Regions from separate parts of the Arachis hypogaea genome. Here region 2 is linked to region 1. Evidence: chromatin contacts called from public Hi-C data. All regions are on one chromosome and are shown on one strand. The core of a region is the stretch at or near the end of the contact, and the rest is flanking DNA. Distances in the headings are between cores, read along the strand shown. Region 1 holds the start of LOC112749009. Region 2 holds the start of LOC112749036 (phosphatidylinositol:ceramide inositolphosphotransferase 1).

Region 1 (3,594 bases), core at 410-2,909:
AGCTGAACTTTCTTAGCTCCAAACCAAATACCATGTCCTCAGAAGGTTTCAACAACTCATCACTTCGCTTTTCACTGAATTGCATCGCACAAACATAAAATCAAATTTTCACCACTCACAATTCTATGCTGCAAACTAGTTCCTCACTTAATATATGGCAGTTATCTGTCAAAGAAAATTTCACAAGTGAATCAGTTCCAAAGCATATGAAATTTATGGTAAAAAAATTAAAATGCTTAACAGTCTACTAAAGTTGTGGACCTAACAATCATATCACTGGATTAGCAGAACAATCTACAACATGTCTCTTAAATTAAATTGCATTTATTAACATCAATAAAGTTCATACTTCATATCTCAAGAGAAAAAAGAAACAAAAATCAGGGTTAGGACACAAGCCATGACATACTGAACTAAATTACTAATCTTTGAAGATGAGAAAAAACAAAAATGCAAATCAAATTTAAGGGAGGTACTTTGTTTTTTTCTACCAAACACAGAATGATAGAGTAATGGGGATCCAGATAACATTGAAACATGAATTGAAGCCACGTGAAATTGGAAACACAATTGAATGCATTGTTTCACACTAAAGGAGATGCACATAGACTTGCTAAAAACTTGTAGCATTCAATGAACAATTTTAATGAATGATGATGGATTGCAACTCCTCCCCATTCCCCAAGACAGTGACAAGTGTAGTTGAGAGTTGACTTAAAAGTCCCAATAAACCATTCATTCATCCCACACAAAAAAAAGTTTTTTTTTTCTTATTTTTTTTTTCTCCTTCCAAATTTGTTGCAATACAAAGATAAGAAGACAACAGAAAAGAGAAAACACATACCTAATAGAGAAAATCAACAACGATGTAAAACAGAACCATACATCATATCATAATATTAGGGGGAAAAGAGGGTTTTGGCATAATTGAATTCAGAAAGTGAGTAGAAAAATGAACAAAAACTTGAAATAAAATAAAATCAGAAAATTAATACAAAAGTTAGAGCTCTGTTTGGCTTCCGAGAAAGATTGTAACGAGAATTTATTTTTTTTTAAGGAAAAAAAAATCCTTCTACATGGAAAAACAATTGAAGCGAAACCTACATTCATAATCAAAGAAAAGAACACAAAATCACAATTATCAATTCGTTTCCTTTCAACCCAAGAGTCATTTTTTTTCCTCCTTCCACACTTCCTTCAAATAAAACAAGTAGAAAACAGACAGTGATAAAAAAAATAGTAAAATATAGCATCCAAACACGACAGTAACAGTTTTCTTGTCAAAAAAAAAAAACAACTTACCAAGAGTATAAAAAGAAAGAATGGAAAGAGAGAAAGGAAGAAAGAGAAAGAATTGTGGTAATGGCGGCAATATTATGTGGAGAAAGATCCGAAACGTAACGGGAAATGGAGATTGGAAGTGAAGTGAACGTAGATTGGAAGCGAAGTAAAGAATTACTACTGAGAGAAAGAATGAATGAATGAATATGAGGACAGTGTTTTTTCTGAGGCAATCTAATCTTGTTTTGCTTCCATCATATCATCATCATTTTCGTTCTCTCTTCTCTGTTCATCTTCACATTTGTTCCTGTTTTGTTTTGTTTTTTTGGGTATTTCTAAAACTAGCCCAATAATAATTTTGTATGCATTGGACGCACCAATTTTTATAGATTATTAAATTTTATTAAATAAAAATTAAAACTTATTATAAAAAAGTATCGATATAAATTATAAATATAAGACATATATATATATAATATAATATTAAAAATAATATAAATAAATAAATAATAATATATAATATTTTAAAAATAATAATTATAATTTTTTGTTTTGATATAAATAAATTAAAACATATAAATATATATAAAAACATTTTTTATTTATTAATATTAATTATTATGCAATATTATTTTTAAAATATTTTATATTTACTTAAAAATAATTATATTATTCGTTAAAAAAAATAAAAAATATTATAATAGTTAATTTGGTTAAAAAAAATATTATTATATAATATAATTTTTCATCCAAATATTTATAAACGTGAATTTTATTTAAAATATATAATACATGAAAATGTTAATATTTTTATGTTTTCACACTTTTAAGTAAGCATTTTTTAATTCTTTTGTTTATACTCTTAAAACATAAAAATAAAAATAAATAACATTATTTTTATTTTTTAAATATAAATAAAATTTTATTTTTACAAAAAGCAAAATCTATAGAATGACGTGAAAATTTTATAATTATAATTAATATTTCTATATAATTATATATATTTTTATTTTCATTATTTTTTTTTACTTTACATAAAATCGATGTTTTCGTTATTACCACAAAGTAAAATTCAAAAAATTAAAACTAATTATCTAGCTATAATTTAATAAATAACTGATAACTCCATTAAAAAGGTTAAAAATATATTTATTTATTTTTTATTTGTTACAAATATTAGTCACCATGACTAATTTAAAAGCTATCAGAGAGATAAAAAAACTATTGCATACATATTTATAAAGTTTACAAATTAGTGTGTATATATGTAAAGATTTATAATCGTAAAGGTATTTATATATGTAATCTTTAGAAGTAAATTTTTACCTATGTTTTAGAAAAAAATAAAAATGATATTGTTTATTTTTATTTTTAAGAATATAAATAAAGAAATTTAGAAATGTTTGTTTAAAAGTGTAAAAAAAAATCAATATTTTTTATTTATTATATATAATATTTTAAAATATATATTAATATGAAATGATAACTTTGTGCACATTAAAAAATATATTATTATATATAATATTTTGAACAAAATGTATGTTTACAAATATTTAAATAAAAAATTATATTATATAATAATACTTTTTTAACAAAATTAACTATTACAATATTTTTAATTTTTTTAACGAATAATCTAATTATTTTTAATTAATATCAAATAACTTAATTATTTTATAACTAACAATAATAATACTACATAATAATTAATTTTAATAAATAAAAAATATTTTGTATGTATTTATATACTTTATATTTATTTATCTTAAAATAAAAATTATACTTATTATTTTTAAAATATTATATATTAAAATTTATTTATGTATATATGTATTAATATTTTTATATTTATAAATTTATTAATATTTTTTTTCTATAATATCTTATAATTTTTATTTAATAAAATTTAACTGTACATAAAAAATGATGCATCTAATAAGCACAAAATTATTTGATTCATTTTAAACGCACCCTTCTTTCTATATTAATCTGTGGCCGTTTTTAATTAAAATAAAATATTACTTAAAATATCTAAAAAGTTTTCAATCTTCAATAAGGGCTGATATGAAAATTAATCCCCCTATTTTAGAGGTTAAACAATGTGCATGCAATAATAAGAAATATGGATTAGTTAAAATAGTAAATTTTTAATTATAAATATTTTTGGTTTAAATATTAAAAAAGAAAAGAAATGAATATATATATATATAGTTAAAGATATCTTTTATTTGAAAATAAAAATATTATGTTAAATTTAATTTTTTTATATATTTAATTATTAGATAAGGCTTCCAAGAATTATTTATTCAATTT
Region 2 (3,429 bases), core at 143-2,642, 150 kb before region 1:
ACCGACATTATGTTTACATATATATAAACTCAAGTTCATAATAAAACTCTATATGTGGTAACATATCCGTACCATTCAAATCACAACTTTAATTCAACAATACTATATGATATTGTGAAAAACAAATTTACACACAAGTCGTCAAATATAGTATTAACCAAGAACTCAACTTCTATATTCACTCTATACATCAAGCTATTCAAAGTTTCAAACTCTTGGATACGTGACACAAAATCGTTGACCAAAAAAAAAAAAGTTTTAGACAGTTAACAACATCAGCAAGAAGAAGACAAAGAATTTGTACTAGAGCTCAAGTATAGTTCAAAAAAAAAAACTTCAATACAAATTTAAAGAAAAAAAAAAGAAAAAGAAAAAAGAAAAAGAGAAAGAAGAATCGAACCTGACAAACAAGACCAGCGAGTAGGTACTTCCAATTCTCGAGAAGAAGGTTGATTTCTGTAATCGTTTCTGCACAAATTCTCTTCCATAGCTACACTCAAAAACCCAAAGTAATCAAGCATTGACCAGCAAAAAAATACAGAGAGAGAGAGATTTTTTTTTAAAAAAAAGAGAGAGAAAAGAAACTAACCTTTGAAGCCTCGCGACCAATGTAAAACGACATGTTCTTGCTGCAGTTTGTGGTGTAGTTTTAGTCTTAAGAGTGAAACGACAACTTCCATATTACCTCATAACCACACTCTTAAAGCAAACAGCATGGCTCTTATTATACACGGGCACACACAGAATCAATCCTCTCTCACTTCCCTCCGACCACGCAAAACCGACACTGCGGTGGACGAAACGACGAACCCAAAGCAGGTGAAGAATAAAGAGAATACAAAACGGCAGTGCGTTTTTGCGTTTTGGAAAGGGGAATCGGAATCGGGAAGATCTGAGTTGTTTCGAGATCGAAATAGGAGAAAGGGTGAAACGATCGCAGAATAATAATAATTATAATAAAAAAATAATAATAATAAGGGTGTGTTTGGTTGGCAGAATAATAATGATATGGAAAGAAAGAGAGAAAAGGAAAAATTGAAAAGAGGGGTTAGGTTCTTGAATGAGGGAAGATGAAGGGGTCAATAAAACTGAAAAGGGGTTTTGGAAATTTCTTCTTCTCTAATGCTGTGTGTGAGTGTGGGGGGGGGATGGGTTTGGTTTGGTCTTCTCTTTCTTTTTTAAATTTTTTCTGTGTTTTATTTTTTTATTTTTTTATTTTTTTTTTCTTTTCTGACTGCTATGCTATGCACGCGAGATGAACACGGCGAGACAGTTGAGAAGAGAGTATAAAATTATAAACAAGTGCGTCATCGGCTCATCGCCCTCTTCTTTTTCAAAACTCAAAAGTAATTATTTAATTTAAAATAAATAAATAAATAAATAAATATTCCCAGTTTTACATTTCGCCTTGTTTCATTGTTTTAAGAGGAATCTCCTAGTTTCTTCCTTTACCATAAATATCGGGACAAAATGGTAACTGACTACTCGATATTTAAAAATGTTTTTATCAGAAAAAAAAATTGAATAAATTCTATATTCACTATAAGTAAATGAGAAAGTATCTCTCTTGAAAAGTTTGACATAGGAAAGTGAAAAATGAGTTCAATTTGTATATATTCACTAACATTAAAAACTAAAAAGAAAACATGAATTTTAAAATGATATTTAAATTTTGTATTATTTTTATCTTATTTTTAAATTTTTAAAAAATTTATTTATAGTTCTTAATTTTTGGATAAACTTTTTAATACTATTTTAACATTTCAATTAAAGTGAGTTGTATCTTTAAATCAATAATTAGGAGTAGCAATATAAAATTTGTTTTATTTTATTTTATTCATCCGAAAATAGTATAGCCTTTACATTAAAAAATCAAATTTAAAAAATTTAAAAAAAATTGAATTTGAACTCTATTCGAGAATAAACACTCACAACATAATTAAAAAAATTTAAAGATTCAAAAGTTTTATTGAAATTTTTAAGATTAAAAATATAAATTTAATTTTAATATATAATTTAGTATAAAATATACATTTAATTTCGTAATATCATATTAAAAATAAAATAAAAAAACTAAATAATTAAGCAAATTTTTAATCAAATTTAACTAGATCATTGTGTGTACTCTTTTATTATTTGAATGTGCATTGTTCCTGCTAATGCTTTTTTTTCCTTTGTTATGTTATCGTCATGGTCATTATTATCGGCTGATTTTTTTTGTTATAGAACATATGAGTGTGTAGTGCTCTGTTATGGGATATGGGAGTGTTACACTATAATGTGGGACAGTTTTTTGTGATTTTTGACGTTAGCAATTCGGATCATGCGGATTGTATGTTGAAGAAAATATAAAGGGCAAATCGGACGGTCCGATTTGTAAGGAGGAAAATTTTAAATTATTGATGGTATAAATCGGACCGTTCATGTTGGTTCTTTTTTTTAGCAATAGAAAAAGCAATTCGTAGGATCCGATTTGATTATTATAAGATTTTTTGAACGAGTTTGAACAACTCGTAGAGTCCGATTTATGGAGCTATATGTATATAAAAATGTGTAACTCATAAACAAGGTAGATAGCGTCTTCTTCCTCACCGTGTTCTTCTGCGTTTTTCTACTTCTCCTGGTTCTTTTTTCTTTGTTACGAGGTTAAAAAAAATTGATTGTGAGGGTTCTGTTTCTGTTTAGATTGTTGAGGAAAATGGATGATAGAGTTATTTTAAAAGTGTATTATTTTGGTTAGATTTTGTTAGAAACATCTGAAGGAGTAAAATTTATTTGTGAAAATTCATTGGATGTTGTTATTCCCTTCACAATCTCATTTGAAGAGCTCAAATGTGTGATATATGAGAAGATAGATTCTGCGACGTCAATGAAGATATCATGTATTTTATACAAATATCCGATCCCAGTATTTGGTGGATTCGTTCAATTTCAAACCAAATATATAACCGATAAAACGAGTATGCAAGAGATATTTTTAATGTATATTGAAAGTCGTGCCCAAATGTCGTTCATCGAGCTGTACATTGAATTCGAACAATCTGAGGCCGACCGAAAATATTGTACGGAAAGATTACAATAGTGACAGTGAGGAAGAGTTCGAAATCAATTATGAAGTTGTGGATCCAAATGGAGATGAAGATCAATGTGACGACACTATGGCCCCAAATGTGACAGACGTTGCAAATATACTGGCAAATGAAGTGCCGTTCGAGGAGCCATCTTTCATGCGAGTGTTGGATTTGGAAGCCATGCATGCTCCGAAGTTTCCAGATTATATGAGCGCCGGTACGTAATTGCCTATTTTTATAAGACGGATTAGAATTCTGTAATAAATTATATTGAATGATAGAGCAAATAGTTAAGTGGCATGTGAAAGTATATTTAATTAGCATTTGTTTATGTGTTGATGTAGTTAAGTGTAGGATA

The links. A called contact is a pair of places that touch in the nucleus more often than the background predicts.
Region 2: a Hi-C map of leaf shows a contact between it and region 1, with 2.1 times the contacts expected there. The contact joins the promoter of LOC112749036 here to the promoter of LOC112749009 in region 1. A contact is called at or near these places in 3 of 8 Hi-C or Micro-C datasets (all in leaf).

Annotation. Positions count from the first base shown.
Region 1 is chr2:86,468,090-86,471,683 of arahy.Tifrunner.gnm2.J5K5, reverse strand. LOC112749009 reads right to left here and starts at 1,659. Exons shown (of 3, transcript XM_025797271.3): 1 at 1,303-1,659; 2 at 1-165. The coding sequence starts at 85.
Region 2 is chr2:86,615,457-86,618,885 of arahy.Tifrunner.gnm2.J5K5, reverse strand. It overlaps LOC112749036 (phosphatidylinositol:ceramide inositolphosphotransferase 1), which reads right to left and starts at 1,392. Exons shown (of 12, transcript XM_025797304.2): 1 at 590-1,392; 2 at 401-490. The coding sequence starts at 622.